5 separate regions of the Mus musculus genome follow, and all the other regions are linked to region 4. A link is a contact called in public promoter capture Hi-C data. All regions are on one chromosome and are shown on one strand. Each heading gives the region's core, a stretch centred on a gene start, on an enhancer-like site or on the middle of the called end of the contact. The rest is flanking DNA. Distances are from core to core; before and after follow the strand shown.

Region 1 (2,700 bases), core at 61-2,560, 550 kb after region 4:
AGACTTAAGAGCAAAAGACAGCAAGAAGTAAAAAATAAGTTGAAAAATTATTGAAATTGACTCAAAGAATACACACAGTCAATGTCAATCTCAGAAATGGTTCTTTTAAAAAACAGTAAAATAGGCAAAACTGTAGTCAAGCTAACAAAAAAGAGGGAAGAGACAAATTAATAAAGTCATAAATTAGGGGAGGTTGCAAGAGACTAAAAAAAAAAAAGACAGGAAAAAAGAAAAGCAGTGGACCATTTGGTAGTATTTTGAAAAAAATACCCCCCACGAGGAAAAGAAATATATGCAAGAAATGGTTTGATTCTGAGTCGCATACAACAAGCTAAAATTAAATCAAGAGGATATAAACAACTTACGAATATTCATAACGATGAGATAGAAACAGATATAACCCTCTCATCCCTTCTGTTCAAGTCCACAGCCAAAGAATCTACCACGTTTTTGTTTGTTTTTACAATTAAATTATTCATCCCATCTCATGCTTTTTTTTTTACAGCCAGCAATGCTAGAAGAAAAAAAAAATTCCCCCAAATTTCACCTGTGCCTAGACAATTAATTGCCCAATTGGTTGGTGAATCCAAACAATTTTGAAGCAAATTGAAAATCCTCTCTTCCTTGCAAGCCGGAGCATTCCTCCCACTCTCAGCCCAGAGGGAGCAAACAAATCCTCCTGCATTAACGCTAACAGCAAAAACCAGGATGCGGGATAGGTTTACAGTTCATTGGTAAAAGGATTGCCTAGAATGAGCAAAGCCTGAGGTTCGATGCCCACGAAGGAAGGAAGGAAGGAAGGAAGGAAGGAACGAACAGCGTTTATCAAAGCCCCTCACAACAGTCTAAATGCTACAGAGCATCACGCCAACTCGCCAGCGATGCAGTCTGGAGAGGCGCTGTCTCACCCGAGAGCACAGCGGACTAGAAGACACTGCTTCAGAAGGGGGGCGGGGCAGGGCAGGGCCGGACCGACAGGACCAGACCCCAGGCTCCCCGCTGCCTGCTCTGCACGGAATTAAAACGCACGTGGGTGAGAGGGCGCGGGTGACAGACTCCTGCACAGAATCAGGCGAACGTCAGTGCCGCGGCACCACACAGGGACAAAGCCTCCGCGATGTCACCAACGTGCCACGCACGACTCCAGGAACACAGGGCACACTCACCATTTCCTGATTTCACACGCGAGCAGTGTGCTTCCTAAAGGGCCTACAATCAGCAGAAGGGACAGCGACTCAGGCCAAGTCACCACCTGCCTCCCTGGAGCTACACAGGACTCAAACAGGGCGGCAATGGCGGCACCCTCTGACTATCCATGCTCCTCATTGGGCAGTTCATGCAGGAAAGTAACAACGTCCCTGATTGGTGAACGGTACCGACCCGCCTCTTTAACTCTTTTCAGCGCGTTTAAATGGAACTCACCCGGCAAACTGACTACAGAACCTCCCTAACTCTGGCTCCCCCAAACCCCTGGAGTAAACCCGGAGTATATTTGGTGTCATTCTATTTAAAGAGAATATACTTCGGGGTTTTTAGAGCACACATTTAGTTCTTCGTGTGAGTTCCTCGTGCCTTTCCGCTTACTCACACTACTTTTTTTGTGAACATTCAGGACTCAGTGACATTAGGACAAAGCCAATGACACACATCCCTACCTCCAGTTTTAGCGATAGAGGCTTGGCCGGCTTTTTACGTGGGTTCTGGGGATCCAAACGCAGATCCTCATGAAGGATAATCAGGCATTTTACCAACCAACCCATCTCACCAGCGCTTCTTTGGGCTTGTACTATAGGTGGTCATTACGCTGCTTACTGTACAGTGTTTGGGTTTTATAACGTACAGAGAATGCTGAATTCAGAATATATCTTCAACATGAAGAACTTGTGCGGTGGTTAAGATTAGAGATGCATTTCACCAAACTCCTAGAAATAGTGTTTGTGGATTTGGTTTATTTCGGCTAGAACTTCAATGTGGCTGTAGAATACACTGTCCCACTTCTGAATATTAAGATGTGGAGCACTTGTTACTCTTACAGAGGCCCTGGGATTGCTTTCAATCATCCACACGATCGTTTGAAAACATCTTAACTCCAAGAGCTTCATCACCTTTTTAATTCACAGGCACCAGGTTCTCACATGGTGCACATACATACATTCATACACATATAAAAATAATCTTAAAATTTTAAAAGAAGTATATATGAAACCAGATATAGGAGAAAGAGTCATTATAACTTTTAAGAGAGAATGTAAATTAATACAGACACAAAAATAAAGTATGAAGATTTCTAAGAACAAACAAACAAAAACAACTTAAAATTGTTTAGCATGGTGGTACAGACCTTTAATTACAGGACTTTGGAGGCAAGAAGTTAAAGGTCATTGTGAAGAAAAGGAAGAGGAAGAGGAGGAGGAGGAAGAGGAAGAGGAGGAGGAGGAGAGAGAAAGAAGGAAGGAAGGAAGGAAGGAAGGAAGGAAGGAAGGAAGGAAGGAAGGAAGGAAAGAGAGTTCCAGGACAGCCAGGGACACACAGAAACCATTCTGAAAACAAACAAACAAACAAACAAAACCTCAAAACTAAAGGTCACAAACTAAAACCAGCACCCTTTGCTAGGAAAGAGAAAGGAAAGAATTTTACTATACATAAGAAATGAATGGACATGGACTGGAGAGATGGCTCAGAAGTTAAGAGCACTGGCTG
Region 2 (2,700 bases), core at 33-2,532, 750 kb after region 4:
CTCCATGTCAACAGAAGACTCATTTGTGATCTGGTCTTCCAAAGACCAAGTACTGAGCTAACGTATGGTAGGCCCTACATGTGCTGGCTGCTGCTGATAGAGCCAAGTCAGGAAAACAGCAAGGCTGTAAGTGTGAAAACCCAGATTGGGCCAGGAATGGTGTGTACATCTTTGGGCCCCACAATCCAGAGGCAGGAGGATCTCTGAGTTTGAGACCAAATTTGCTACTTACAAACTCCAGACAAGTCAAAATTATACAGTGGAAACCCTATCTCAAAAACAAAAACCACAACAATATCCAGATTTGGGGTGGAGTGACAGTGGGAGGTGCTTGCTGGATAGAAGGCTCAACTGGATAGAAGATTACTTCCTGTAATTTCAGAGGACCACAGTTCAATTCCAAGCACCCATATCAGGTGGTTAACAGATGTAAACTCCCAGAGATCCAGTGCCTCCTGGGTTCCAAAGGTCTCGGTCTCTGTCTCTGTCTCTCTGTCTCTGTCTCTGTTTCTCTCTGTGTCTCTCTCTTTCTCTTTCTCTCTCTCTCTCTCTCTCTCTCTCTCTCTCTCTCTCTCTCTCTCTCTCTCTCAAGGCCAATAGCTCACTTTTCACAACAAGCATCAGGGCATGAGTTTGAATCCCCAGACCCCACATAAAGCCAGATAAAGGTAACAAATATCTGAGACATGGAGATAGGAGGTGGAGACAAGAGAATCCAGGAAGCTTGCAGACTAGCCTGATTTCCACAGTAGGAAAACAACAGTGATGCCTATTTCAAGGAGAAGGGTGAGAACTGGCACTCACCTAAGGTTGTCTTCTGACCTCCCTCCACACATTCATATGCACCCATATAGAAACGCACACAAAGAGAAATACAGACATTAAAGGGAAATAAGTCTTGTGGTGTCTTCTACTCCAGTTAAACTTCCCTTACTAACAGACCTGGCTTTGGAGGAACAGTCTACAGGGAGGACCATAAAGGGTTTCCATGGGAACTCTGAGCAGACACACATCTGAAATGGTACTTCCTTCCCCTGATTCTGAAGAGAACTAAGCGGCCAGTCCTGCAGTCAGCTGATTTGGGTGCTTTTTGCTGTAACTCTTTTCTTGAGGTAGATGATGGATAAAGGACTTTCTCTAGTCTGGCAGTGACTGCCCGCCAACTTTGACCTATCCCTTCAGGGTAAGCTCCAAACGGTTCCCTCAGCCCTGTCATTGCTGCTAGAGCTCAGAGCACTGTCCCCGCCCTCAGCTTCCCTCCCCTGTGGTCATGAGCCCTCCCGCAAAGGAAGTAAAAGAGGGGCTGTTACAAGAGGAACTAGGGCCAAGAGCCTGTGAAGGAGGAGAGCCATGCCAGAGCCACCCCCTAGAACCCTCTGAGCCTGCACCCCTGTCATTACCCACAGGAGCCTACATACCATCCCTCACCATGGTAAGTTGTTCAAGGTGGGATCTGGGAGTGGTAACCTGGTAGCACCCTCAAAACTTGGGGCAATGGTTATGAGAACCACAGAGCCTTCAGAGACAGAGTTCCATAGGACAGCACAGAGCACCCCATGTCCCTCACCAAGAATCAAGCTCCAATCTGCATCTGCCAGGCTGGGTATGAGGACCAATACTGCAACATAAATAGGAAAGAAAGTGTCCCTGAAGGAATTACACAGTCGTCAGGAAGAGAACATGTCCCTTTTCAGGGGCTTAGAGAACTAGGTTATCAACTCATCTCAGAACTAGTCTTCCCCTGCAGTTTGAAACAAGCTCTTCCCTCTCTTAGCCTCTGTTTCTAGAACTCTTATTTAGAAGTTGGTCTGGAGAAAGGAGTGTTTGAGGGGTGTAGGGCTTTTCTTGGGAACATTCATCAGAGGGATCTGTAGGTTTGGCCACTCTCATGGGGTGGGATAACAGTGCAAGTGATCCTAGGTGGTTTGACTATAACAATCACAGGGGCAGATGATAGCTCAGTGCGGGTGCTTGGCTAGTGTGCTCAAGATCCTGGGTATCATCTCTAGCACTGAAAATAAGTCATCATCATCCTCATTTAACTTCCAGGACCAGTTAATTTTACTAAGGAGGAGTTGGAGATGTGGGTGTGCGGCAGAAGATAGCAAAGGATGAAAAGGAGGGGGAAGAGAGAGCTAGGAGAAGAAAAGGAAAAATAGGAATGGAGATAAGGAATAGAAAGAAGAGGAGAGGGAGGGGATGGGGGTTTTCATAGGGGAAACCAAGAAAGGGGATAACATTTGAAATGTAAATAAAGAAAATACCTAATGAAAGAAAGAAAGGAAGGAAGGAAGGAAGGAAGGAAGGAAGGAAGGAAGGAAGGAAGGAAGGAAGAAAAAAAGAGGAGGAGATGGAGGACTAGGTGGAGAAAGGATAGAGGAAAGGTATACAAAGGAGAGACCGTTCTCCCTACTACCCAAGGATGGCAGTGGAGACGCTGCAGACAGAGATGTCACTACAAGTTCAAGTTGAAGTCTGTTGATGATGAGAAGGCTGGAGAATGATCAGCACCATGCATGGGTCTAGACTTAGCAGCATCATGGCACATACAATAAAAGCCAGTAGTGATTACACAAATCACCCCATGGCTCCACAAACCCACAGTTCACTTCAGCTTTCAATTTTTGTCATTCTGTCAATGAGAACAAGGGCATGTTCTTAGGAAAAGAATAGTTGTTGGGGTTCTTGGAGGTTATAGCA
Region 3 (2,700 bases), core at 145-2,644, 580 kb after region 4:
CCTTGAAATCCTAAAACCTGAAGGCAGGAGGATCCCAAGTTCAAGGTCATCTACATATGGAGTTTCATGATAGCCAGGGATCTATGAAACCCGGTTTTAAAATAAAAGTAAAAGTAAAAATAAATGAAGCCGAAGAAATGAGTCAACAGGCAAAAGCAGTCGTCAAGCATGCGTTGTGACCTGTGTTTGATCCCTGAACCCAGGGAATGGACAGGAGAACCAACTCCAACCCCACAAGGGAGTCCTTTGACCTGCACAGTATATACTATGGCACGGGAGCCCAAAGATTGGCTCACCACACATGAACAACACTAATAAAATTTGAAATGTTTTGTGCACTCAAACCAACTCTCAAAAAAATACCTCATCCAGAAGATAGAAGACACGTATGTTTTTCTCCCAGATGGCCCCTGTCCACACTTTCCCTAGTCGCAAATTACACTGTCTAGAAAAACGATTTACATAAGGGCAAAGGAAACAACCGAAGATGTTAATATTTTTCTAGAGGACTGTAATCTTGGTAAATACTAATTAAGGAGCCCACCTTGTAGGGCATGATGGTGCTCGCATCTAAACTGCAGTTCTCAGGAAGCAGAAGCAGGCAGATCTCTTGAGTTCAAGGTAGGCCTGGTCTACGTAATGAGTTCCAAGAAAGGAAAGAAGACAAACAAACACACATTACAGGCAGAGGCAGGAGAATCTCTGAGTTCGAAGCCAGCCTGGTCTACCAAGTGAGTTCCAGGGTAGCCAGGGCTACTGAGAAACCCTGTCTGAAAAACAAAGAAATCAACCAATCAAAAACTCACCAGCACCACTGCCACCAAAAGCACATTACATATTCCTTCTCTTTGGAGAAGCAGCCTAGAGCAAAACTAATACAAAATCAAGGAGACCTCAGAAAACAATAAAGCAGGCCAAACGCAAGTGCAAGGTCAGACCAGCAGTAACGCTCAACACCCACGTCCTTTCACTACACTGACCAGACCGCATCACCAACCCGTGAGCGCTGCAAAGTCTGCAGGGTGCAGGACCACCGAGCTCATTCCCCATGATAGCCAAGGGACTGGGATAAAGCAGTTTTACAGCGACAGGGCAGGAGGAGCCTCCGACTCCTGGCTCCGCCGGTGCCAAGCTCCACCTCGAACTGCAGCACAGCGCCAGAGGAACGTCGGGTCGGCGGTGCCAAGCTGCGCCAGGCTACGTCAAAGCCGCGGCCCACGACTCCGGGAGCAACCGTGTACTCACCATTTCCAGCTTCGGACGCATGCGGGGGTCCTTCGGAAGAGCCTGCCGACAAAATAGGTGGCACTGACTGAAACCAGCTGTCACAACACCTCACAAAAGCTACACGGGATTCAAAAATGGAGCCAGGGGCAGAAACTTCAGAACATCCGTGTTCCTCATTTGACAGTTCCAGCAAGGAAGTAACAGCGGCTCTGATTGGCGAAAGATGCTGGACCCGCCTTCTTATTCGTGAGTAGCAGGATCAACAACCTCTCCCATACTTGACGCAAATGGGGAAAAAAAAAAAAAAAAAAAAGATAGAGCAACACCCAATCTTAACCCAGACGTTCCGTTTGGAGTAAATATGTGGGATCCTTGCATTTAAGCACGACGCCTTCTGGGATTTTAGTGCACGCACTCGCTTTGTCGTGTACTCAGTGGGCTTCTACTGTTTCACATAAAATAGCGCTACAGATTGGCTCTGGACATCCCAGACTCAGTGTAGGGAAAGGAAAACCCATGACCCCAAACAGAGAAGGTTACCCGGTCAGGAGAGGACAGTGCCAATAATGAGTGCCAACTTAAGAATCTGAGATGAGGCAAATGGACTTTTGCACCTATATTTTTTGAAAGTTAAGATTTAAAATGTTGATTGAGCCCCAGGTTTGAAAGAAACCTGTACAAATATGTTAAAGCTTTGTCTGAAGAAATAATATTTTAAAACACGTTTGATAAAGACATATGCTTTTGCAAATGTCTCTTCTTACAGGCTTTACTTGGACTACTTCTGGGTATTGAACATTATTACTATAAACCAAGCCAAGAGCAGAAAGCAACATATATGAATTAATAATGTAAATAGAAAAAAACTTGTAAGCAAAGAAGAGGCTTTCGCTCCGGTACTGGTTGGCCTTTTGTCGACTTGATGTTAGTGGGGGTCATCTGAGAGAAGGGAACTCAACTTAGAAATGCCTCCATTAGATTGGCTATAGGCAAGACTGTAGAATATTTTTGGATTAAAGAATGATGTGTGTGTGTGGGGGGGGGGGGGTTTCCAATCTACTGTATTAATGCATACTTAGGTAGATAGGCCTAGGCTGTATAAAAAGGGAGAGTGAACATGCAGTATTTCCCCATGACCTCTACTTCAGTTCCCACCTCCAAATTTCTTCTTGAGTCCTGTGATGATTATTTTTCTGGTTGTCAACTTGACTCTGTTAGTCATGAAATCAAATCTGGGAATGGAGGACATACCTGTGAGAACTTTTTGCTTGCTTTGGAGTCGGTGATTCTGCTTCAGGTCTGGACCTTTGAGGTAGGGAGTCCCAGGCCTTTGAACCAAACCTTGAATCAGCTCTAATCTAGGCTACAGGCTTTGCTAGAGCTGGACGAGGAAGCTTCTGCTCCTGCCTGCTTGCCCTAGCCTTGCTAGCATGTCCATTCCTTCACTGGCATCAGAACCTTACTTTTTAGGGA
Region 4 (2,700 bases), core at 105-2,604:
TAATAAGCCAAAAGAACCCTTTCCTCACGAGCCATGCTGCCTTCAGTCAGTATGTTACTGCAGCGACAGGATGAGACTAGAGCAACCTGCAAGGCTCATTGGAAAAGCAGGTGCCACTGAAATGAGACAAGGAAAAGACGGCGGGGGGTGGGGGGGGGTGGGGGGGGTGGGGGGGGGTGGAGGGGGGCGTGGGGGCGGGCTGCTTGTAGTTAGTTCATGTTGCAGGTTATGCCAAACCTAGAATGGCTCCATTGTGTTCAGCAACAACGTTAATCTGATTTGCTCGAGTTTTAAGCATAAGATCTCATAGAGGAAAAAGAGCTACTATTTGCCAGCACTCCAGAAGGCACAAAGTGACATCAGTAAACAACTCCTGAAAATGTACCAAATTTTATCAAAAACACTAGACGCATGAGCTTATCAACCACAATATATGCAACCCCTCACCTGAATTTCTACAAGGAGCACCCCAAAACCAGAGTGTGGCACACAGGCAGTGATCACAGGGTCAGCTGTCAAGAGAAGGGGAATAACCGTGGGCAAGGACTCCCTCCCGCCTTTGTCCTCGCAGTTTCTCCGGCTTAGTTGATCGATGAGAATTATTCGATCCTCAACAGCCCTCTTTGTCCCCGTATTAGCTCCAATGCCTGGACTCCAGTAAAGCTTTGTGTGCTTTCAAGCCTTTCTAACACTTTCTTAACCATTCTGCAACCTGTGTTTTGGTTCATTATTGTGTGAAATGTTAATATGTGGTTTAATGTTAGTGATTAAGATTGGAATAAAAGAGCAGTGGCTGCCCACGGCCAGAAAGAAGGCAAAATCGGGCTTACTTGGAAAACTGTAGTCAAGGAAAAAGAATTTATTGGCTATTTAATAAATCGTGACAGTGTAAAAAAGATCCATGTCTCTGTATGTTTCAGAATAACATGCACAAGATCCGGGGGTCAACACACCTCTTACCTCCTCTGGTGCAGAACCCCCAACCCGAGTACCTAGTCTCCACCACCCTCTGCCACCACCACCCACTCTGCCTAGACCTGGCACTGCGAGAGACCAGATGTGTCTGCTTCAGTGAGCGCTCAGCAAGAGACAGGGCAGCCTGGACCAGCTCCACCCGGAGGATCCCGCTCTGAGGCTCATCAGAGTCAGAGAGACCCCTCTGCAGACGAGAGCTGTACCCCACTGCCACAATCGCCCGCACGAACCATTTCCAGAGACATGATGTCCTAGTGTCCTCTTGTAGTTCCTGCAGTCAGTGGAGGTGAGGCAGAAATGGAGTAGAGAGAGAGAGAGACCTGGAGATTCCCTGTACAGATGCTAACAATCCAGATCCCCAAATAAGGCGGGGACCAAAAGGGGATGTCTCAGTGATACGTAGCGGCCATCTTCCTAATGCCTGGATATTTCATTGGATATGCATCCCAAAACAACTTGCCTGGTTGGCCATCAATCCACAGACCCGCCTCCTAAAGCTTTAGCGACTGGAGGAGCACACTCACCTACCACATTGAGATTCAAATTAGAAATTTTAGGTTCAAGCCTACCCAGACTGCATAGAGTACTTTCCTAGATCCTCACTGGCCCCACAGTGGGAAAGGGCAGAAGCAGAGCCCTGTCCCAGCTTTCCTGACCCAACACTTGCTCAGCGGGCAATTCTTGCTTCCTCCCCTTTCTGATGGGGTTACAGAAGCACAGAGGGATTCCAGACTCGGTGTCTATGGAAACAGCCCCATCGCACCATAGAAGACAAAAGGCATACCAGGTCTGGAATAGGAGAGAGAGGGGAGAGGGGAGAGGGGAGAGGGGAGAGGGGAGAGGGGAGAGGGGAGAGGGGAGAGGGGAGAGGGGAGAGGGAGAGAGGGAGTAAGGGAGGGAGGGAGACAGACACAGAGAGAGTGTGTGTGAGGGAGGGATGGAGGCTACCTATATTCAGTCAATAGCATAGAAAACATATGAAGGAATGAAATTATTGAAGGCATACAGAAAGTGGAATTTATAGAAAGAGGTCAAACATACCAGCAAAGTCCTCACGCTTTAACAAGGATCCAGTGTTTAATTTGACCCAGTGACTTCTGGTGTGTTCCACAAGCACACTATTATCTGACTCCAAATAGTCAATGTTTGGACAGGAGGTGCTGTACAGTTCAGCTTGTCCATGCAGATATATACAAGGGTCAAATGCAAGAGAGACACTGAGTCAGATTGTTCCTGATGGCTGTTACTAAACTTGAGGTCACAGTCTATAAGAAGCCAGGTTCAGCCACCCAACCTCGTGAAGACAAACATGCAAATTAGTAGGGAAAACCAGAAAAGAAGAAATTTATGCAATGTGGCTATGTTGGGAAGAGGAACAAAAAGACCCAGTGATTCCCCACTAGTCTATCTTGGGGTTACTAAAGTGAGACTGAAGTTTAAGTTAAAGCCCAGGGCATACTAAGCAGTCCAGGATGAGGGGTGATGCCACCCATTACTGGACTGTCACCATCTCTGTGAGGTTGTTCATCCCTTTCCTGGAGGAGATGAGCATCAGCTCTGGCCCAGGGTTTTCTTCTCCCAATACCAGATTCCCAGAGAAATCTCAATTTCTTGGAATTCACTGTTTCAATATTGTTAAAGCTAAAGGCTCTTTTAAGAAAACATTCATTTCTGTCAGGTTAATGTCAAATACAACAGTGGGGCCTAAAAGGGAAGGAAATAAAG
Region 5 (2,700 bases), core at 47-2,546, 780 kb before region 4:
ACTCCCCTGCCCACCCAAAGACAAGTGGCATGCATGAGGTAAGACTCACTTTTTTCTACCATCTTTAATTTCTGGAAACTTTCCAGTAACTCCCCATTTAGTATTCTGGGTAAGAAGTCCCGTATTTGCATCACTTCCGTCGTCAGCCGTTCCAGGTCCTTCTTTCTGACTTTAACAAATTCTTCTTTAGATTCCATGTTCTAAAAGAACAAGTAGATCTTAGCATTGTAGTATTTCTCTTCAGATGACTAGAACTAGCATCCCAAATCGACTTGCTCCCTTTTCTTTCATGCCTCTTACATTCATAATTGCCTCACAAATGTGTTTTTCTTTCATGCCTCTTACATTCATAATTGCCTCACAAATGTGTTTACATACGTACCTGTGTGTGTGTGTGTGTGTGTGTGTGTGTGTGTTAAGGTTTTTATTTGGTTTTTGAGAGGGTCTCACTGCGTAGCTTTGGTTGTTCTGGAACTATGTAGACTAAGCAGTGTGTAGGCCTCTGCCTCCATAGTGCTGGGTTACAGTCTCTTCCACCACTCTTGGCACCTAATGTCCCTCCTGTTACACATATATGGATATAGATGTGTGTGTACACATGGGCTTTATATACAGAGGGCCATGATGACGGGGACAAGGGTGATGATTCACACCCACAGTCCTAGCTTCTCAAGAGACTGAGGGTGAAATATGGCTTTGCCCAAGCGTTGGAGGCCAGCCTGAGCAACATGTCAAGACTGATTCAGTAAGAACAAATATGGTGGAGGAGGGAATGGAAATACGTAAGGGGAAAAACCGAACTCATATTCCTAAAAGCCAAAAGAAAATGCCTGCAAGTTAATGCGCCCCAGGCTGAACCGCTCGGGTGGGATCCCTGCGGCCGCATTTGGCTTTTGCTGACCCCTAACATTCACACCATCATACAATGGCATCCTACCGGAAGTAGGCATTAACCAGGCCCTCTCATGAAGGGGCATCAGGGGCAGAACCCAGATAAGTGAGTTCTCAGCTCCGGCTCCCCGGAGCCTCAAGGCCTAAGGCCTGGGCTACCACTTTTTAACCTGAGGCATCCGCAGATGATTTGGAACTGTGCCTCTTGTCTCCGGCCCTGGCCCACCCTCGCGCAGCTCCTGGCCAGGTCCCCTCAGGGCTACAGGGACATCTCCTCAGGCACTGGATCCGCCCTGAGGGGAGTAATCAGCAGCAGCTCCCATATGTAGGGCACCCACTGACCCGGCAGGCCTCCTCAGTACCGGACCCGTCGCCCACGGTTGCGGCCATAGCCGCTGCCTCAGCTTCGTGCGCCTGCGCAGAGCTCGCTAACACGCACACACAAAAACGCGGGAATCTTAAGATGCCCCACGATACGGAAAGCCACAAGGTTCAAATCTCGACGATTTGCTCTTCACTCTCGCTTTCTGGGTCCAGGGATGAGATGGACCTGGATTCTACTGTAGCTTTCCTACTTCAGTTGCGTTTCAGACTTGTTACCTGCAAAGTGAGGCCTGAGAGTCAAGCAGAATCCGTCCTTCCCTGTTTAGAGAGAAGATGCTACAACCAAACCTATACACTGTGAGAAACCGCGCAGGGAAAACCTCATCGTCCCTTGGCCCCAAGTGCTTCTGTGCCAGCACTTGGGTGGCGGAAGCTGGAGTTCAAGACAAACTTGCTACATAGCATGGGAAAATCTAGGCTGGGCTACATGGGGGTAAAAAAAAAAAAATCAAAATTAAATCACCAAAGCTTGGAAGAATATACTAATCTAATAATTCTCATGTTTGATAACGTAGAGTTTTAGATGTCCCTAAAGTTTGCACAATTGTTAAAAGCCTTCTTTTATGTTGGTTTAGTATGTTCCCGCTTGTGCTGGTTTATGTCAACTTGACACGAGCTAAAGTCATGGGAGGAGGGAACCTCAGTAAAGAAAATGTCTCTATAAAATCAGATTGTAGCAGGCCTGTAAGGCATTGTCTTAGTGACTGATGGGGAGGACCCCACCTATTATGGGCGGGGCCATCCCTGGACTGGTGGTCCTGGGTTCGGATTTCTGAGTTCGAGGTCAGCCTGGCCTACAAAGTGAGTTCCAGGACAGCCAGGGTTATACAGAGAAACCCTGTCTCGAAAAAAAAAACAAACAAACAAAAACAAAACAGGCTGAGCAAACTGCAAAGAGCACGGCGGTAAGGAGCACCCTCCATGGCCTCTGCATCAGCTCCTGCCTCCAGGGTCCTGTCCTGGGTGAGGTCTGGTCCTGGCTTCCTTCCATGGCGAACAGTAATATGGAATGTGAGTCAAAACAAACAAACAACGACAACAACAACAAAAAAACATTTGCTCCCCAGCTTGCATTTTTGGTCCTGGTGTTTGAAAATCTCACTACCCACTGCTTAGAACTGTGTGTTTTGAATGCAGGACTTACAGAGTCAAGTTAGATCCTCAAAATTTCCCTCTACAATAGACATCCCTGCATCTCACCCAGACGTCGTGTGTGTGGATTTGCTGATTCCCCATTCAACAAGCCTGCACCTGTCTCAAGATGCGGCGGAAGGCTTGCTGTCTTGCCACTACACACCCCTAGATCTATCCTAGGACCCTGCAAAAAAGGATTGCTCACTACACCACACCTCTGTAAGTGCCCCTGATGCTGCAGGGATGGGTTGTTCTCGCTCCTCTACAAATCTCACACCTGCCCTAAAAAGC

What was found. Promoter capture Hi-C pulls out the DNA fragments that hold promoters and counts their contacts. Capture Hi-C pulls out chosen DNA fragments and counts their contacts.
Region 1: a promoter capture Hi-C map of liver shows a contact between it and region 4, with 5 times the contacts expected there. The contact joins the promoter of Zfp81 here to the promoter of Zfp811 in region 4. A contact is called at or near these places in 13 of 39 promoter capture datasets (the 3T3-L1 cell line, 3T3-L1-derived adipocytes, the HPC-7 cell line and 8 more).
Region 2: a contact with region 4 is called in a promoter capture Hi-C map of pancreatic islet, with 4 times the contacts expected there. The contact joins the promoter of Myo1f here to the promoter of Zfp811 in region 4. A contact is called at or near these places in 6 of 39 promoter capture datasets (the 3T3-L1 cell line, 3T3-L1-derived adipocytes, the C10 cell line and 3 more), 1 of 115 datasets of contacts at active chromatin or transcription factors (bone marrow-derived dendritic cells) and 1 of 9 other capture datasets (pancreatic islet).
Region 3: a contact with region 4 is called in a promoter capture Hi-C map of cranial neural crest. The contact joins the promoter of Zfp101 here to the promoter of Zfp811 in region 4. A contact is called at or near these places in 3 of 39 promoter capture datasets (3T3-L1-derived adipocytes, cranial neural crest and frontonasal cranial neural crest) and 1 of 9 other capture datasets (adipose tissue).
Region 5: a contact with region 4 is called in a promoter capture Hi-C map of stem cell-derived epiblast-like cells, with 2.6 times the contacts expected there. The contact joins the promoter of Hsf2bp here to the promoter of Zfp811 in region 4. A contact is called at or near these places in 1 of 39 promoter capture datasets (stem cell-derived epiblast-like cells) and 1 of 115 datasets of contacts at active chromatin or transcription factors (large pre-B cells).

What each region holds. Positions count from the first base shown.
Region 1 is chr17:33,357,568-33,360,267 of GRCm38.p6, forward strand. It overlaps Zfp81 (zinc finger protein 81), which reads right to left and starts at 1,311. Exons shown (of 4, transcript NM_207541.1): 1 at 1,167-1,311. The coding sequence starts at 1,169.
Region 2 is chr17:33,554,425-33,557,124 of GRCm38.p6, forward strand. It overlaps Myo1f (myosin IF), which reads left to right and starts at 1,283. Exons shown (of 28, transcript NM_053214.2): 1 at 1,283-1,432. The coding sequence starts at 1,430.
Region 3 is chr17:33,393,243-33,395,942 of GRCm38.p6, forward strand. It overlaps Zfp101 (zinc finger protein 101), which reads right to left and starts at 1,395. Exons shown (of 4, transcript NM_009542.2): 1 at 1,246-1,395. The coding sequence starts at 1,266.
Region 4 is chr17:32,808,577-32,811,276 of GRCm38.p6, forward strand. Zfp811 (zinc finger protein 811) reads right to left here and starts at 1,355. Exons shown (of 4, transcript NM_183177.3): 1 at 1,206-1,355. The coding sequence starts at 1,208.
Region 5 is chr17:32,033,212-32,035,911 of GRCm38.p6, forward strand. Hsf2bp (heat shock transcription factor 2 binding protein) reads right to left here and starts at 1,297. Exons shown (of 8, transcript NM_028902.1): 1 at 1,234-1,297; 2 at 50-200. The coding sequence starts at 1,281.